3 separate regions of the Mus musculus genome follow, and all the other regions are linked to region 2. Evidence: chromatin contacts called from public promoter capture Hi-C data. All regions are on one chromosome and are shown on one strand. Each heading gives the region's core, a stretch centred on a gene start, on an enhancer-like site or on the middle of the called end of the contact. The rest is flanking DNA. Distances are from core to core; before and after follow the strand shown.

Evidence for each region. Promoter capture Hi-C pulls out the DNA fragments that hold promoters and counts their contacts. Capture Hi-C pulls out chosen DNA fragments and counts their contacts.
Region 1: a promoter capture Hi-C map of liver shows a contact between it and region 2, with 4 times the contacts expected there. The contact joins the promoter of Csnk2a2 here to the promoter of Nup93 in region 2. A contact is called at or near these places in 2 of 39 promoter capture datasets (hematopoietic stem and progenitor cells and pre-B cells), 1 of 484 Hi-C or Micro-C datasets (B cells) and 1 of 9 other capture datasets (liver).
Region 3: a promoter capture Hi-C map of pre-B cells shows a contact between it and region 2, with 3 times the contacts expected there. The contact joins the promoter of Gins3 here to the promoter of Nup93 in region 2. A contact is called at or near these places in 2 of 39 promoter capture datasets (liver and pre-B cells).

The regions. Positions count from the first base shown.
Region 1 is chr8:95,487,374-95,490,386 of GRCm38.p6, reverse strand. It overlaps Csnk2a2 (casein kinase 2, alpha prime polypeptide), which reads left to right and starts at 1,567. Exons shown (of 12, transcript NM_009974.3): 1 at 1,567-2,043; 2 at 2,711-2,822. The coding sequence starts at 1,940.
Region 2 is chr8:94,212,988-94,215,904 of GRCm38.p6, reverse strand. Nup93 (nucleoporin 93) reads right to left here and starts at 1,341. Exons shown (of 22, transcript NM_001357266.1): 1 at 1,274-1,341.
Region 3 is chr8:95,632,101-95,634,878 of GRCm38.p6, reverse strand. Gins3 (GINS complex subunit 3 (Psf3 homolog)) reads right to left here and starts at 1,320. Exons shown (of 3, transcript NM_030198.3): 1 at 1,096-1,320. The coding sequence starts at 1,281.

The DNA of each region.
Region 1 (3,013 bases), core at 318-2,817, 1.3 Mb before region 2:
TTTGGCTGTGACACTGTTATTTTTTAGCAGTGTGAACTAGATTTTTTTGCTGAACTGTCCCTCAGTTTGGCCGTGTCTGGTTGGATGCAGGTTGAGCTTTTTTGACAGCAATGTGATGAGTGGTGTGTCCTTTCTCTGTGCGTCACACAGAAAGTCAGCTGGTCCATGCATAATATGACCTTCAGGGTCCCCTTTGTAACCAGCATGGTAACCGTGGGCCAAGAGCACTGTGTTGACTGAAGGCCTCCTGCCCGGCAGACACTGAGTGACCTGGTGGTGATCACCCAGCCCTAGTCATGCCTTCACATTGTTTTCACAGGGAGGGGACAGATGGCAAACCAGGAGAGGACTCATGCCAAGCTGTAGTTTTACGAAGGGCATGGAGGAGTCGCTGAGAGAAGTATCAACTTCAGAGAAAGTGGCCTCTAAGGTGAGATTTGAAAAAGAAAGCCAGTCATTTGTGGGGTGGCAGCGGTACCCCGTGGCCAAGCTCAGAGAGAAGAAGAAACTGAAAGACGGGCATGCGCTATTCTCAGGGAAGGAAAGGTGTAGAGTTTAACAACAGCGGGAACATGTAGTGTTTTAATATGGAGCAGTCCTTAGTCTCTGTACAGCTCTGTGAAGTCGGTGCTGGGTTGATGCTACAAAATCTGTAGCACGGAGACGTTGAGTCATTGGTTCAAATCTGCATTCCTTGCAAACTATGGAACCGGGACTTGAACCTCGATAGTTCGGTATGTGAAGAAAGAGGAAACGTGGCCTCATCTAGAAAACAGTGTGTGGGGGGGAGGGAGAGGGGGAGTTTAGAGTCAGAGCAACCTGGGCTGGAAGAAGAGATCCTTGTTGTTAAAGAATATGAACAGGAAAACAAGATAGCCGGGGACCCCAGGACATCAATGAGAGAGAAGACTGTTCAAGAAGTCCTCACTCCCCAGCTCTCCCTCCTCCCAAACAAACAAACAAACAAAATGGATATTTACATTCTCAAAGTATGATCCACAAATTACAGGTTCAATACAAAGGGGGAAAAACCCAGTTAACTTTATGGGGAAACTATCTGGTGGGCTCTGGTTTAAGCAAGTGGCCCAAAGGATGGCTCAGTGGGCTCTCAGGGAGGAATCTGGATGGGGAATTGGGAGGCGAGGGTAGCTTTAGGACTAGTTTGGTTTTCCTCTTGAAGGAAGGGATCTGTGGATGGCAGGGTGGGGTCCAGAGTGGGAAGAGGAGTGAGGAAGGGGGACAGTTTGAGGGGAGGGTTCTTGGGTTTCAAAGAAAGTCAGCTCAGGGCCAATATGGGAGGTCGTGGTGGGTGGACACGAGGTGACTGGACAGTGGAACTATGCTAAGCGCGGCGGCAGTCAAAGGTAGAGACTTCTGGGGGGTGGCCTGCAGTTGGGCAGGCAGCCGGCCACATTGCTTGGAGGGTGGCGAGCTCGCTGAGGGGGCGGGCGCCGGCCATAGTCCCCCCGCACTGTAGGGGGCGCTGTGGGCCGGGGCGGGCCGGGGCTGGGCGGCGGCCGCTCCTGGCGAGTGCGGCCCCTTTTCCGGGTTTCCTCCGCCTCCTCCTCCTCCCTCTTCGCCGCCGCCGCCGCTGCCGCTGCCCCTCTCCCGACCGGTGGCTGCCGCTGCCGCCACCACCGCCTCTGGGGGGCCGCGAGCCGAGCGGAGGCCTCCGCGGAGCACGAACCCCGCCGTCCCTCCGGCAGCCGAAGGCCCCGGGCCGGCTCGGCCGGCGCCTTCCGCGCCCCCCGGCCCGAGCGTCCGTCCGTCCGCCCGCCCCCGCGGGCCCGGCCTGGCGCGGACGCCCGCCGCCGCCGCCGCGCTCCTCCTCTTGCTTGGGCAGCCCGCGGCCCGCCGCTTCCCGTGCCTGCCGCCCCGCGCCCCGCGCCGCGCCGCCGCCGCCCTCGGCGCCCCGCGGCGCCCCCCGGTCCCGCCCGCCATGCCCGGCCCGGCCGCGGGCAGTCGGGCCCGGGTCTACGCCGAGGTGAACAGCCTGAGGAGCCGCGAGTACTGGGACTACGAAGCCCACGTCCCGAGCTGGGGGTAAAGCCGCCGCCGGCCGCCCCACGCGCGAACCGCACCCGCCGGCCGCTCGGCCTCGGGGCTGGCAGGGAGGCCCGGCCCCGGCCGCACGTGTCCCCGGCCTCTCCTGTCCGCCCTGCCTCGGTCCCCGGCTCAGCCGCCGGTGGGGAGAAGCGTGGGGTCGGGGGTGGGGGCGGCCCTTCCTCCTCAGACTTTGGGCTTCCTATGGGTTGGGAAGTCCATGGCTGTCCTCTTGAGCTGTTGAAATCTCTACCTCTTTACTTTCTGAAATGAGGCTGGGTGGGAGGGTCATTTTGAAGAGGGGCAGATTGTCTAGAGCGGGCAGTGCCCCCTGGAAGGTGTGAAATGGGAGGCAGGTGCCGTGGAGCCACGGGCAGGGCACCCCAGTACCACCAGGGGGGATGCTTCCCTTAGTCCCCTTAATGGCTCCTGAGGCCTTGTAGCTGCCCATTCCTCTTCTTGTTAAGAGTCAGTTAGGTTAGGAGCTCTGCAGAGTGAAGGGAGCCAAGCTTCTGTGTGGCTCTCATTTAAGAGAATGAGTTGCTGTGTGATGGTAGGAATACTTCCGAATGCTTGATTAGTTGGAGATGGCGGATGGATGTGTGGTGGACAGAGGCTTGCTTAATCCCAAATCCTGGCATTTATGTATATCTCTTGCCTTTCACAGTAATCAAGATGATTACCAACTGGTTCGAAAACTTGGTCGGGGCAAGTATAGTGAAGTATTTGAGGCCATTAACATCACCAACAATGAGAGGGTGGTTGTAAAAATTCTCAAGGTGAGTGGCCAACGGTGGCATGTAACCTTTCCCCCCACAGGGCAAAAGAACCAGCTATCCCAGAATAAGCATCTCCTACAGGACTCCTACCATGCTTTTCCTTGTGAACTTTTGAGAAAATGTGCGGGCTGGTCTTAATTCTGAGTTTGGTAGGTCAGGAACATTTAAAGTGTGAATTCTGAACTTCTCAA
Region 2 (2,917 bases), core at 92-2,591:
TCCAAGGAATCAGACACTCTCTTCTGGCCTCCACAGAAATATCCACATACATAAAAGACACACAAGAACACACAAATGAGAGGAAGAGAGGAGGGAGGGAGGGAGGGAGGGAGGGAGGGAGGGAGAAGAACCCAAGTTCACCACAGCTCCAACAGTTCAAGTCTCATGGTTTTAATATTTATGTTTATTGCTTATGTGTGTGATGTCTTCCCAAGAAAGAAGCCTGTCTCATTCACCACAAGCCTATAATATCAGTAACATTCATTTATTTGATATTTATTGAGCACCTACTTTATTGTGTACCAAACTTAAGTACTAGGTAGGCACTCATGTTCTACAGGGGTCGGGGAAGGACAAACAATACATAGGACAAATAAAACCTAAATGCTTAGGGGAAAAAAAAAAAGCAGTGAAGACAAGAAGAGTGAGGAAAGGCTTAGATTCTAATGGCCCTAGTGAAGACTCCAAGAAAGAGAGCAGACAAAACAGACATCCAACCACAAGAACAAAGCCCTTAAGTCAAAGCATGTCCTGCGGTGGTGTTGGGGGTGGGGAGAGAATGTGGGGTGTAACAGACATTGAAAGTATGGGTCACGTTATTTAAAAGCCTTACAGCTCACTACAGGGAGCTTATATTACTATTGTTGTTGTTATTTCTATGATTAGTATTACTGTTATTATTACTAAAGCGCTGACCTTTGCTTGTACTGAAAGTCATCTAGGGGGGTAGGGGTGGGGCAGGGTCTAATGTAGATCAGGCTGGCTTCAACTCGCTTTGAAAGCGACACCATGCCGCCCATGCTGTGATTTTCTTTCAGAAGGGACCCAATATACTTGGGCATCCCTTACAGAAGACAGGATACAGGGTACCCAGAAACAGGTGAGACAACCGAAGCGGCAATCATTAGCATCCTGTCGGATTCTCCGTAAAAGGAGATTAAAGTTGACAGGGGTTCGCTGGCCGCCCCTTCACCCGGAAGAGCCATTCTCTAGAAGAACGGCCCCCACGCCCCAAAGAGGGCAGTCAGGCCGGGTGACGCCTGGCAGCCGTGGGTGGGCGTGGCGACAGAGCACCAGTGGGGAGGACCACGCTCGGAAGAGCCTAGTCACAGCACTCGGCGAGCAGTCGCCGGCCGGCATGCCCAGCTACAGCAAGAGAGGAAGCACGAGCCTCTTCGAACTAGGCTCGGTGTTCTGCTTCAAGGCCAGGCCCCGAACTCGGGCCCAGGGTCGGCTCGGGGCCGCGTGGGCGCCCACACCTCACACACCTTACCTGCCTCCGTCGCCGCCCGCTGCCGGCTTCTTCACTACGCCGCCGCCGCCGCTTCTCGCGCCGCTCGCCCGCGCCTCCTGATTGGCTGAGGCAGTAAGCTCCCAGAAGCCCCTGCGCGTTGCGCCGCCAAATGAACTTTATGGAGACCCGCAAGAGGACACAGGCGTGGGGGCGGGGCGGGGCCGGAGGCGGGGCTGTCGCTACAAGTAAGTCAAGGAGCTCCGCCCTGCTCCCGCCCACGTGGTTGGAGTTGACAGTCCTAGAGGAAGCATTTCCGCAGTTCCCAATGCTGGGCAGACCCAGAGAGCTCGGCCACTCGGTGTAGAGCTTCAGTCAAGTGCCTGGGCCTGTTCTAGGTGCAGGGAACACGGTGACTTCCACAGCAGACAAGATCCCTGACCTCAAGCAGTTCTCAGCTTGGCCAGGGAAACAAAATATAGTGAATAAATGCAGCAGTAATTAGGAGAGCTAAGAACGGAAAAGCAAACTAATTGAAGAAAAATGGTCGGATGGCCAGGAAAGGTGTCATTCCAACTGAAAGGTGAAAGATAAAAACATGTTTTGGAGTTTCTCAAGGGAAAAGGCTGTCTTTTGGCAGCCTGAACAAGCAAGCTAGGCTGGCCACCTGCCCCGTTGGCCAATTACAGAAAAAAGCAGTGGTGATACCCAAAGAAAAGAGATTACTTCAGTGTGGCCGCGTTGGGAACAAAGTGTGTCACTGGGATATACAAGAACCCTTCAGGAGGTTCTTAGTCTAGTGGGTAAAAGAAATTTGAAAACAGGCGCTGAATGAAAACAATTTTGTTGGGAGTTTGAGAGAAAAATAACAGGACAGGCAAGCTGCAGGTCTCAGCAGCTGCTGAGAGGAGAGACCTGGATAGGAGGAGGTTTTGACAAATGTAAAAGAGTGTGGGGCTAACTGTAAGCACTCGTGTGTGAGTGTGTGTGTGTGTGTGTGTGTGTGTGTGTGTGTGTGTGTGTGTGTGTCCTGGTGCTCAAGGAGGCCAAAAGAGGTCATCAGATCTCCGGAGTAAGATTACAGGTGGTTGTGAGGCGGCATGGGTACTAGGAACCAAACCCAAAGTCCTTTGCAAGAGCAGTATGCTGAGCCATTGCTTTAGCTCCCGTAATAGCCTGTAATCGTTAAAGAGGCACTTTTTGGATTGCACAGTCTCGAACATGTCTAATCTTTCAATGAAGGTCACCGTCCTGACCTAATGAGGACCATGTGAACACAGGCCTAGGCAAGGTTGTCACCATTAATAATTCTAGTTTGGTAGATGCCTGTTTGATAAAGTGTTCTAGTCAGCTTTGCCTTATATGCTTATAAAACATAAATACAATTAACATACAAAGATGCCCACAATGATTAGCATTATAGCTGCACAGAACTTCTTTCTGCCTGCATGTGTATGTTTGTGGTATATATTTGTGTATGTGCAGAAGTATGTGGGCAGCTATGTGCACATGTGCTTGGAGGTCAAAGGTTGCTGTTGGGTGGCTTCCTCTAGTCACTCTCTGCCTTATTTTTTGAAACAGGGTCTCTCACTGAACCCAGCGCTTACCAATGGGCATAAATAGCTATCCAGTGAGCTCCAGGGATCTACCTGTCTCTGCCCTCCTCCCCTGAGCACTAGGGTTACA
Region 3 (2,778 bases), core at 71-2,570, 1.4 Mb before region 2:
CAGCATCAGGGAGGCAGAGGCAAAAGGATTGCTGAGTCTGAGGCCAGCTTGGTATACAGAGCCAGTTTATGTCAGCCAAGGCTACACAGAGAAACTCTGTCTCAAAAACATTAAAAAAACAAAAACAAAAGACTCCTAAATCTTTCTCTATGACAATGGGGAGCCAATAAGTTGACATTTGGGGTAGAACTCTGTGGTAGCATGCTTGCCTGGCATGTGAAACGCTCCAGGATTCACCCCCAGTCCTGGAATATTCTTCAAAAACATGGCGGTCGACTCTGAAGAGTCGACTTACAAAGGACTGTGAGGTTGAGAAGCAGCCCAGGGAGCAAAAATGAGCCTTTCTGTTGTTGAAAAAGTAAAAATGTGGTGTTTTACTTTGAGAAAAAGTACCTAGAAATAGACAGAGACAAAATTGATACCCTTCCAAACAAAACTTAAAGGACCTAACGGGAAATGAAAGTAACCATTGCAAGTTACGCTCTTGGGACAAACTCGTACTTGAAGCCATAGAGTCCAAGGTTCGAATCCCAGTTCACCATTTACTGGAGGACCCTGGCTTTGTTAACCCAGCTTTTGTTAGGTTTATGGGAGGGCAAAAGGCTTAATACGGGAAGCTGCAGTTGCCATTTTTCAGTGCGACACTGAAAATTGTTATGAGCAACCTTTTACCGAGGACTGCCTTGGTTAAGCCAGCACGGACTTACTGTGGAACCCTGGCTGAGGTACTCACTCTTTGTAGAATTGCCTAAGCGAGAAGATGACAATTTATCCCCCCATCACAGACTCCCATCCCCTGATGGACAGTCGGTCCTCGGAAACAGGCTGCAGACACTGTCATAATTGTGCCGAGTGCGCATGACAATCTGCAGTTCCCAGACTTCGAAACTTCAAATAAGTTTTATGGAAACCATGAATAGAACCAAGAGACCCTGAGATGATGGGCTGGAGCCAAAGCCAATGACTTTGGAAAGTTTGAAGACTAAGATCGGTGGCGGGAGAGTCCTCCGAGTGCTGTGCAGCTTCCCGGGACCCCCGAGGACTCCCACCGCCTCCAGATCTTGGAAACCTCTGCCCCGGCCGGGCTCGCCTCACCTGAGGGAGCGGATGGTCCGGCTCGGAGCCCGCGCCCCGCTCCAGGAAGAAGGCTCCCAGGCGCGGCATGGGCGTCTCGACCCGCACCGGCAGCTTCTCCTGCGACATCAGGATGTCGTCCAAAGACAGGAAGTTCTCCTCCGGCCCCAGAGCGCCCGACTCCACTGGGAAATACGCCTCGGACATGGCAGCTCGCAGCACAGTCAGGGATGAGGAGGGCGCGCCACCTCAGCGAACTAGGGCCGGCTTCAAACTCGCTTTCCCGCGCCGCACTCGCCAGACCCGAGCAGTCGATTTCGGCGAGCCTGCGGCCGCTCAGGCAAAAGCAATCAATAAGGTCACAGATTGGGTCCAGTGTCCCCGCCCAATGCGGAAGCCCTGGATGAGTCGGCCGGAAGTCCTCCTGCAGCTTGTAGACTAGGCTGGGGAAGGTATATGAAGCTTGAACATCATTGAAGGGACAGCATGTGTCTGTACTAACGGAACTGTGTTCATGCAGCCTTTAAATACACACATAGAATTTAAAAACATCTTTGGGGATTCAAGTAATATCATTTTACACTATGTATTCCAGCCCTCATTAATCCCGCTTTTATTGCATTTTCACTGGTAGGTTAATTATTGTCTTTGAAAACAACAGAAGAAACTAAAACGCAAGCACTAGTCCAAATGTTTAACTGTGTGCTAAGTTACAAATTATTTGTAGTATTTTGGCCGGGTGTAGGTTCAGGTGGGGTGGGAGTCTAGATGGAGTGGTAGATTTATATATGGCTGGAAGATCTGAAGTTCAGGGCCTTGCTCTACTGTCAACTGGCAAAGTCCTCGTGTGGTGATCAGTTTGGGTTCCTGAAAGAGGAAACTAGACCAGTTTCCTAGTCTTTTCACAGCCACTCTGCAAGCGGGAGCTCCTATATCAAATGCGATCACAGGTAGAGTACCTGAGAACAAAGGAAAGACCACGGTTGCTTGGTTGCTTGGTCCTAGATTTGGCGGTACATACATGAATACAGGTTGAGGCAGATTGTTGCGAGATTTGCTACCGAATTTACCTACTGTAGGAGGGCATTCCTGAGGTAGTGGTTTGTGAGCAACACAGGAAAGGGGGCGAGCATGCCTTTCATCTTTTGTATTCCTTTTTAGTTTTGAATGAAATAATTTGTTAATGTATTTACATAATTCACTACATTTAAGCAATAGCCTTCTAAATATGGACTAGAACTTTACATATGCTAAGCAATAGTCACTTGCTTTTTCTTGCCAAAAACACTTGTATCACATGAATGCTTGAAGTATTTACACCACTTTCTTTACTTTTTATTCCTCTTCTTTTAACAACCATTGCTCTAGTCAGTTTAAGACATTTTATTCCAGACAGCTACTTTAAAAAGTTGCAATAATGTCAAGCATGCTGGCACATGCCTAGAATCCCTGGACTGGGGAAGCCAAGGCAACAGGATCTCAGGGTCGAAACAAGACCAGGTTATAGGGCAAGGCCTTATCTCTAAAACAATTATGACTAATGTGCTTGTTGACAAGAGCGGGTCAGAAGCAGACCCAGGGTGTGAGCTAGGCATGTCCTGTAACTACTGGCAATTTTCTGCATGTACCCAGTTCTTATATACTGCTGCTACCCAATTCACAATGGTTCGACTCACAATCTTTTACTTTACAGTGTTAACAAAA